3 separate regions of the Sus scrofa genome follow, and regions 2 and 3 are each linked to region 1. Evidence: chromatin contacts called from public HiChIP or PLAC-seq data. All regions are on one chromosome and are shown on one strand. The core of a region is the stretch at or near the end of the contact, and the rest is flanking DNA. Distances in the headings are between cores, read along the strand shown. Region 1 overlaps LOC102157603. Region 2 overlaps LITAF (lipopolysaccharide-induced tumor necrosis factor-alpha factor). Region 3 overlaps CLEC16A (protein CLEC16A).

What was found. HiChIP or PLAC-seq counts read pairs in DNA pulled down with a chosen protein or histone mark.
Region 2: an H3K27ac HiChIP or PLAC-seq map of alveolar macrophages shows a contact between it and region 1. The contact joins two enhancer-like sites. A contact is called at or near these places in 2 of 2 datasets of contacts at active chromatin or transcription factors (alveolar macrophages and skeletal muscle).
Region 3: a contact with region 1 is called in an H3K27ac HiChIP or PLAC-seq map of alveolar macrophages. The contact joins two enhancer-like sites. A contact is called at or near these places in 1 of 47 Hi-C or Micro-C datasets (epiblast stem cells) and 1 of 2 datasets of contacts at active chromatin or transcription factors (alveolar macrophages).

What each region holds. Positions count from the first base shown.
Region 1 is chr3:31,768,362-31,771,418 of Sscrofa11.1, reverse strand. LOC102157603 reads right to left here. Exons shown (of 53, transcript XM_021086611.1): 51 at 2,683-2,799; 52 at 2,377-2,518. Among named protein-coding and RNA genes, the nearest start is that of RMI2, 45 kb to the left of the region's middle. Within about 2 kb of position 1,633, at least 8 of the 83 cell types and tissues checked have an H3K27ac peak or open chromatin away from gene starts, as enhancers often do. A contact at or near this core is called in alveolar macrophages, where this site is marked.
Region 2 is chr3:31,561,908-31,564,964 of Sscrofa11.1, reverse strand. All of the region lies in intron 1 of LITAF (lipopolysaccharide-induced tumor necrosis factor-alpha factor), which reads right to left. Among named protein-coding and RNA genes, the nearest start is that of LITAF, 81 kb to the right of the region's middle. Within about 2 kb of position 1,419, at least 39 of the 83 cell types and tissues checked have an H3K27ac peak or open chromatin away from gene starts, as enhancers often do. A contact at or near this core is called in alveolar macrophages, where this site is marked.
Region 3 is chr3:31,951,819-31,954,875 of Sscrofa11.1, reverse strand. The region is part of intron 23 of CLEC16A (protein CLEC16A); the gene reads left to right. Among named protein-coding and RNA genes, the nearest start is that of SOCS1, 71 kb to the right of the region's middle. Within about 2 kb of position 1,580, at least 39 of the 83 cell types and tissues checked have an H3K27ac peak or open chromatin away from gene starts, as enhancers often do. A contact at or near this core is called in alveolar macrophages, where this site is marked.

The DNA of each region.
Region 1 (3,057 bases), core at 384-2,883:
CAGAGAGTACACATTTTAGGCTTGGCGGCTGGCTAGCCTTGGTCACAAAACGCCGCACTGTAGCACAAAAGCAGCCACCAACAGCTCGTGAATGAATGTGCCTGGCTGTGTCCCTGTATCACTAAGGACAGCTTCCCAAAGACACTGTCAGGCAGCTCAGTGCTGAAGGTGTTTCATCTTTAATCTTAAATAATAGCTGAACTGGGCATAAACTCTAAACCGACGATTATTCTCTCTTCATGCTGTAAAGCTTCAGGCCCCGTCTTCGGTCGTTGCTGGTAGGAGGTTGGGTCTTGAAAGATCACCTCTTCTTCATCCTCTCTGATGGCTCTGAAGACCTTTGTTTTGGTTTTGCTGCAGTCACTCTGTTTGTGTCTTTTTCTTTTCTTTTTTTTTAAAGGGCCGCACCCGTAGCATAGGGAAGTTCCCAGGCTAGGAGTCCCATCAGAGCTGTAGTCGCCATCCTACACCACAGCTCACAGCAACGCCAGATCCGAATCTGCAACCTACACCGCAACTCATGGCAATGCTAGATCCTTAACCCACTGAACAAAGCCAGGGATTGAACCTGCATCCTCACGGATGCTAGTCAGATTTGTTTCCACTGAGCCACGGCAGGAACTCCTGCAGTCACTCTGATGGGTCTTGGAAAGGGTTTATTAACAGCATTTGGGGCGCGTTGTACTTCTTCAATCTGAGGAGTCACATCTCTCAAATCCTCATTTTGTTTTTGAAATTCCTTCATGGTTTCCAATTAATTTTCTCTTCTGCTATTAAGGTTTAAATTTCAGTGAATACTTTTCTTCGTTTTTCTTTTTTTTCCCCTTTTTTTGGCCACCCCACGCACGGATTATGGAGTGCCTGGCCCAGGGATCGGTGCTGAGGTGCAGTTGTGACCTACGCTGCAGTGGGAACTCCTATTTTTTCATTTCTAAAACTTAGTTTTGGAATGGTGCTTGTCTTTAATAATGTCTAATTCTAGCATCTGAAGTCTTGGAGAAAGATTTTTCTCCTTGATCAAACTCTATTTGGGCTCCTTACAACTCTTCTCAAGCAAGCCCTGACTTTCGGTCTCCCGTCATCTCTGTGTCATCCAGCTCTAGCAGGACCCCCCACAGCTGATCACCTCAACATCTGACTAGGGGTCCTCACCCAGGGACCACCCGGGCCTGCCTTCAGCGAGAATCTCGTTAGGTCAGGTGAGCCGGAATCTTGCCCACGCCTGATGTTACCCCTTAGGATTTTTTTTTTGGCTTTTTAGGGCCGCACCCACCCACAGCTCATAGAAGTTCCTAGGCTAAGGGTCAAACAGGAGCTGTAGCTGCCAGCCTACACCACAGCCATGGCAACGCAGGAGGCAAGTTGTGTCTGTCATCTGCACTACAGCTCTTGGCAACACTGGATCCCCAACCCACTGAGCGAGGCCAGGGATCGAACCCGCATCCTCATGGATACCAGTCAGATTCGTTTCCACTGTGACACAGCAGGAACTCCCCCTTAGGAATTTTCTATCCCCTGACCACCACCCTGCTCCTGGACTATCACTTCCCCCTTTTCCTTGTTGAGCCTAATCATCCTTCCTGTAATGTAGAGACCTCTCTCCCTGTCACTCTAGATCTTCCAGTAACCTCCCCCCGCTTCCTGTTTTTCTACGAATGTCATGAGTAAGTGCTCTGTTTACAGGGCTGCTGTTTGCTGTAGTCTCTAACTTCCGGGTCTGGGGAGCGGGGCTTGAGCTACAGGAATCATGCACGGCACCGGCTGCAGGGCTGCCTGGAGGTCCCCAGACACTGTAGGGAGTGGACATTCAACCCCCCTAATGGCAAGTCTGTGGTTCTAAGTTTATGTCTTTTTAGGGCTGCACCTGCGGCATATGGAGGTTCCTAGACTGGGGGTCGAATCAGAACTGTAGCCACCGGCCTACACCACAGCCACAGCCACACCAGATCCGAGCCGCGTCTGCAACCTACACTGCAGCTTGTGGCAATGCCAGATCCGTAACCCACTGAGCGAGGCCCGGGGACCTCATGGATGCTAGTCCAATTCGTTTCTGCTGAGCCACGACGGGAACTCCTGTGGTTCTATGTTTTTAGGAGCTGACTTTACAGCTGCCTGACCTCCCGGAGATTGTCTCCTGTGCCAGAGGTCACAGGCTCACTGGAGTTGGCATGGAGGCGGGAGCTACGAGCCCTTTTTGTCTTTCTCAATAAGCACCCCTTTGCATATAACTTTGCTTTGATGATTGGCTCACTGTACGACAGCTAAGTGCCTGACTCCTTGGCAGGAGCTATGAGAAAGAACCTGGTTTTTCTCTCTGGGATGGAAGGCAGAAGTCAACCAGGCAGGGTTGGAGCGCGAGTGGCCGCGGCAGCTTACCGCACTGTGGAGGAGGGTCCAGGGGCACGGAGCCCCGGGCACACAGGTGGATGTAGGCGGCTGCCAGGTTGCAGGCAGGTGGGTGCTCCTGGGTGCCACAGGGGTCCTGGATGCACAGGCTAAGGAAGGGCGCGGGGTCCACCTGCAATCCAGCACCCGCGATCAGTGACCCTGCCCCCCCTCCTCCCCCCCCCGCACCCTGGGGAGTAGCTTAGAAGAGGCGGGGGCGGGGGGCTAGATCGGGGCCAGGGCCACCTTTGTCCCTCAGCCCATCTGCTTGAGTGGCCTCTGCAGCCGCACACTCACCACCCCGAAGCAGCTCCTCAGGCTGGAGCGGGGGTCCTGGAAGAGGGCCTGGCAGGCGGGGCTCTGTCCTGGGCATGCGGGTCGTGTCTTCTCCACAGCCTCGCAGTCACCACTCACCTGGGGGGACGAACCTAAGACTCTGGCCTCCTGCCTGGACCTCTTCTCCTGGGCGGCTCCGCTGGGTGCAGTGGCCTCAGGAGGGGACCGCCACCCCCTGGGCCACCCCAGAGCCGGCAGGCCCAAGAGCCTTGGTGAGGGGGGCCCACCACACCCTGCTTAGGTCCATGGCCAAGTCGCCGGACGCTTCCCTCTCCAGGGCGCATCTGGATCCCACCTGGTTCCTTCCCCACCCATGGCCACCACGTCCCAGTGATG
Region 2 (3,057 bases), core at 170-2,669, 210 kb after region 1:
CTGTTGCGCCCCAGCAAGAACTCCCTAGTTCTCATTTTTAAAAATAAGAATCAGAATGGCCAGGCACACGTGTCCTTTTGTGAAGGCAAAGAAAAGGTTTTTTTTTTTGCCCCGGCAGAGCTGTGCCTGCCTAGAATTACACCGCCTGGACCCGGGGTGTGTTCCTGTCTGCGGTTCCAGGCTCCGCAGCCCCTGGGCCACTGGCGAAGGACACAGTGCCGTCCTTTGTCTGGTTCTGTTTTTCCAACGGGGCAGGGCTACCGCCGTGTGTTAGACGATCCACTGAAACCTGTCTCAGGAGAAACGGGGCTTGACGACAGTGGATCACAGTCGGACAGGCCTGCCACCGCTTCCCACGCACGCTACCTCCTCTTCTAGAACCCACAGAATCGGAGGCAGCAGTCCATTCTGCTGTGGGGAGAAGGGGAGCGTCCTGCGGGGACGCTGAGCCTTCCAGCCCGGCCTCAAAGAGGAGATTCCTCTATGGAAAGAGATGAAGGGGCTTTCCAGGGCAAAGACAGGCACAGGAAAATCAATCTGCAAAAAACAAAACCAATCAATAATGCTAGATAGCTTGGGGCTGGGTGCTTGAAAATTTCAAAAGCCCCTCAGAGATGTTCGGACCTCATTCTGTAAGCCTGTGTTGTCTGATGGAACCTTCCAGAAGGATAGTCTGGGCTGTCCAATATGGTCACCGGCAGCCCCACGAGACTGCTGAGCACTTGGAATGGACAGAGGATCTGAATTGTTCAATTATATTTAAGTAATTTATTATTATTATTATTACTATTACTATTTTTATTATTGCTTTTTAGGGCCACACCTGTGGCAAATGGAGGTTCCCAGGCTAGGGGTCAAATTGGAGCTATAGCTGCCTGCCTACACCACAGCCACAGCAACGAGGGATCTGAGCCTTGTCTGTGGCCTACACCACAGCTCACGGCAACGCCGGATCCTTAACCCACTGAGCAAGGCCAGGGATCGAACCCGCAATCTCACGGTTCCCAGTCGGATTCGTTAACCACCGCGCCACAACGGGAGTGCCTGTTTTTACTTCTTAAAATGTGGGTACCAGACAGTGCTACATCGCCTGTGTGGCTTGCTTTCTGGTTTTACGGGACAGCAATGCTATGGAGCAACGGGAGCCATGGAAGGTTACAGAGAAGAGGAAAGGCCCAACCTTGGACAGCAAAGACGAGGCAGAGCTGTTCCAGAAACACGAAGCAAAGCCCCTAGGTGTGGGCGGGTTGGGGCGGAGTGGGGTGTCTGCATTACCAGGCTACAGAAGGGTAACCACACATGGGTTAACAAGACCCTGGACGTCTTTGCGACACGGGTTCACGGTTTCAAACTGAGACTGACTTTGAAGCGCGGTTAAGGTATATGACTGTGTCAGTGTCCTCTGACACAACAGGAAAGGAAGGGGCAGAGGCAGGAGGCAAGACAGGGTGCAGACAGCAGCCCAGGACACCTCCCTACCAGGCTCCCCTCTGAGGCTGGCTGTTGTCCCCTCCCGGCCCGCGGGGGCTCCATCCCCACCCCCATCTGCGGCCTGGGCCCCAGGAGACTTCAGCCAGGTGACCTCTGAGTGCAACGTCACAGACTCACTGGCCCTTCCTGTCTCAGGAAGGGCTGACCCAGAGCTGCTGCCACGATGTATGATGAAAACTGAGTCACAGGAAAAAAAAAAAAAAAAAAAAACAGAAGAGCAAAAAGTGTCGGGCGGCCAGAAAGCCTCAAAGAGCAGTTTGCCGTGGTTGCGAAGGGAGGGCTTTGGGAGGCAAAAGAGAGGGGCTTGGGGCACCCAACATTCTGCAGATAGTTTGGGTCAAACCATTGGCCCTTTCCCGCAAAAGGGAAGGAACCCAGCCAGAGGCTGTGTTGCTGAGAACTAATGCACAGGTGTTAGGAAGCTGGGGGGGTCAGGAGGGCAACCTCCCGAGACATCTAGAAGGAAGGAAGGGTCTGAGCTTCTGGTTCTGGAAGGAAATTAACACCCCACCCCCGTTTTATGGACCATCATCAACTTTCTTGGGCTCACATCCTGTGTTCTGGAACTTCAGGACACTGCCTTTTGGGAACATTGCTTGTGGATCAAACAGCCCCATAAACATGCTCATAACGCTGAAAAGAACATGAGCAACAAGCGGGAAAGGTTTGAAAAAAGAGAGAGAGAGGAAAAAAATATATATAACCAGCTGCTTTGCAAGCTTTCTAAATAAATTCCACAGCCTGCCCTCCCCCAGGCCCCAGGCCCGGAAATGCCACTTCAGTCAGCCCATTTCTTTTTTTTTTCCCTCCCCCCCTCATTTCTTTTTAATTTGGTTCCCCCAGGGGCAGGAGGCCCACCCAGCCACCCTTTCCGAAAGGATCTGTTCAAATGGCTTCCACCCACCCCTCACTCCTGCCACGTGAAACTCTTAAGAACAGCCCGAATTCGGACACAAACACACAGGCACAGACACACACACACACACACTCTTTCTCTCTCTCTCTCTCTCTCTCTCTCTCTCTCTCTCTCTCTCTCTCTCTCTCTCTCTCCATCGCTCATTTTCCATCTGCATCACGCATCTGCATCACTCAAGAGCAGGCCACCTGTGTGCAAGATCCCATCTAATAAGACTTGTGTCCCTTTTTCTGGGACACCCTGGAAACCACAGGACAGCATCTCTGAGTTTAACAGAACAGCCAAGCCGCAGTTTTGCCACAGAAAGCACAGCCTTGAGAATCTTGGGTGCTTGGGGCGGGCTCTGCAGAGCCCTGGCTGCCATCGTTACAGGGAGCTCCGTGGGGGGAATAAAAGAACACACAAGGGGGCGGTCTCCCTCCCCCATCCCTCGTTGTTTTTAACTTTGTTATTAGGCCCTGAGAGTGACTTTTCTCGACTGTCCATTTAAAAGGAGACATTGGGGTGTGATGATCATTATAATAATAAAAAATGCTAAAAAATTTAAAATTTCTCTAAGGTACTTAACAGAAAAAAATTTGATCTAAGGTACTTATCAGAAAAAAAAATTTAAAGGACATGCGGTAAAATTTGTTTTTGTTTTTGTTTTC
Region 3 (3,057 bases), core at 331-2,830, 180 kb before region 1:
TGAGAACTCCAGCTCTTCCTGTTTTATAAGAAGCCAGAAATCCAGACTCATATGTAGAATCTCCTGGGGTGTGGATGGTGGTGCCTAAAACAAGCAAACAGTGTGAGCAAAGCAAAGCACATCTGGAGTTCCCTGGCGGCTCAGCAGGTTAAGGATCTGATGTTGTCACTGCTGTGGCTCGGGTCACTGCTATGGTGCAGGTGTGATCCCTGGCCCAGGAACTTCCGTGGCCACAGAAATAAATAACTGCAACACATCTGCAGGCCTCTGGGCTGCAACTGGCTGGCCCTGGCCCCTGCCTCCCATGGCCACCTGTCCTCACGGGGAAAGCTTTAGTGGGTGTTCCACGTACAATGTTATAGGTGCCCAGCACATATGTCCAGGGTGCACTTTTCCGGGTCCTCTCCTTTGCCTGCCTCCCAGGGAGGTCGTGGGCTTCAGGTCAAGTTCAGGTTTATGGGTAAAGAGAAAACTACCCACCGTTTAAGCCGGGAGATCCTCACCAACTGTATTGTGTTTCACGAAAAGACCCAGAGGCCCCTGAAGGAGGGGGGGCTTGTCCAAGGTGAAAAGGCCCCGTGGGCAGAGCTCGGTCGCGCCCTTGGGGTTCCGACTCCCAGCTCAGCACTCCCTCTCTCAATGGGTCTAAAATAGAAGGCTGACCTTTTGGTGGTATTTTTGTGCTCGACACATGCCAGAGAGTTACTCTTGAGTTCATCTTCCCAGAGTAACTGTCAGAAAGGGGCCAGAGGGCAGCAGGAAGACCCCGGCCTGACCCTGTGGAGCCCGGACTCCTGGAAAGCAGGGGATGCCTGTCCCCGCTGGCCCAGGTCCACCTGCTGGGAGCCTCATGCCTGGCCAGCCCGGGGAGGCCCTTAGCGAGAGCCGGGGAGAGCGCTTTGGAGTCCGGAGCCGGTCCCGGGGCTGTTAGGGCCTCCGGCTCTGGCCTGTCCAGCTCCCAGACAGCTGGATGCCTTCTTCATCCTCCATCCTTTCCCTGGTTTAAAATAACATTCAGAGGGGGAGTCTTGGAAAATTCGGACAAGCACAACAAATGAAAGCTCAGCATAAACCACCCGCTTCTGCCACGACTTCGGCTTGAACCCCTCCAGTCTGCTCCCCATGCAAGGAGGAAGGCAGAAGCGGGATTTGGTTTGGTTTTGCTTTTCTCTTTTTTTTTTTTCTGCCATGGGACATGCTTCTTCTAACCTTCTCTCATTTACTGTGTCTTGAGCGTTTCCCCCTTACGTAATCCTTTCCACCAGCAGCGTGTTTGACCATCTTCCGCATCCAGCTGCCGCATGGGTAGGGGCTCCCGTTCCCTGTCACACCCCCGTGCTTTCATCGCCCGAGCAGTTCCTGCCACGGCCCCCTCAGCAGCGTAAATTTCTAGATGCGGAATCAGCCGGCTGGTGTGAAAATCCATACGGCCTTTGATATGCGTTCCGCAGGCTGTTCTTGAGACATCCTCAGGGAGGGCCAGGAATTTTATCTGCTGGGCAAGCTCTCAGGGAGGCCGTCTGCCTGTGCCCTTGTCCCGTGATCTCTGGCACATCTGCGCATTTGCAAGGACTTGGCAGCCCGTGCATGTTTGACTCACGCCCAGAAAGCCCCTTGGCGCCTCTGCCAGAGCCAGCTCATCAGGAACTGGCTTCCAGGGGTGAAGCAAGAGCAGGGGAGGCTTCCGGCTGCAGGCGCTGGTCCTGAGTTTTCTGCCGGGGCCCCCCAGCCCCCCGATGGGTCACACCGGCTCTCAAAGTGTTGCCCCCTCCATGTGGGAAGGAGCCCCATGAAATTGCAAGGGGAATCTGGACACCTTGCTAAAAAGCAAACCAGAAACATTGCCGAGCCTTTCTGGTCCTTGTGCCATGGAAAGAAGGGAGGTGGATTTGGGAGGGCCGCAGGGGAGGGAAAGATGCTTTCAGTTGCCTCTGCTGAGCTGGACCCGCCAACAGGTGGTATCGGCGGTTGGGGATTTTTTTTTTTTTTTCCTATTTAACTCTGAGCACCTGCAGGAGGTGCACTGTATTTTTTTGTCAGTCTGTGGCTTGACCTCTGGTCTGTTCCCCAAATGAAGAACCCTTAGTACCCTGACTGCAATCTCAGCATCTTCTCTGCTGCACACTCCACCCAGCGAGTCTCACAGTAACAAACCAGGGCTTTAAAAAAAGCGAGAGAAAAGACGTGTGTCTCGGGAGAAGGGGCCAGTGACAGCCACATCATTCGTCTGTTTGGGCTGGGGCGTTGTCAGCGTAAAAGGCTGAGGCGCAGCCCTGTTAGCACACTCCCCCACCCCTCTGTCTACGGTTCTGATAAATAAGCAGCTCAGGAAGAGCCATCCTGACATTTTGATTTGTGAAGGAGTGATTCATTTTCGAGGCAGACAAACAGCTGGTAAACTTGGGGGTTTACCACTTGAAGTGATTAAGCCCTAAGCAGCTATTAGGCTGGTTCCATGGGGCTGTGGCCGCCTGCCCCCCGGGAATCTTCCTGACGGGTGTTTGGATTTGCCTTGATGTGTGCCGTCGTTAATCAGAGCCCACCACACACACACACACACACACACACACACACACACACACACACACACACACAGGGTTTATCACATAATGCCTCTTCCTGAGAACTCCAGCACGTTAATCCTGCTGTTCTTGGCACGGAGCTGTCTGTGACAGGTGGGGGCAGGGAACTCAGCCACCAGGCTCCCTCCAGGCCTCACCTCCACATGCCGTTTCATCCACCCGAACGGGGCGCCTGGCTGGGAGTGTACATAGGGATCCAGCTTTTAGGGAGCTGATCCTTAGACAAGAATAACTTCACACAAATAGGACAGAATAGCTCCTCCGAGGTGGCCGGGTATGGGTTCCCCAAGTCCTGAGGTGGGGACAGAGCAGGGTGTCCCCTCACATCCTCCCCCTCCCCAGGCCTGCCCACCAGTGGGTGAAGGGAGGCAGCCTCAGCGAAGTGGGGAGACTTGCCCGGGGCCCGCCCCATGGCCTGTACGTGGGCAGATCTGGAGGGAACCCAAGCTTTCCTGGGGCCAGAGCCGCTGCCCCG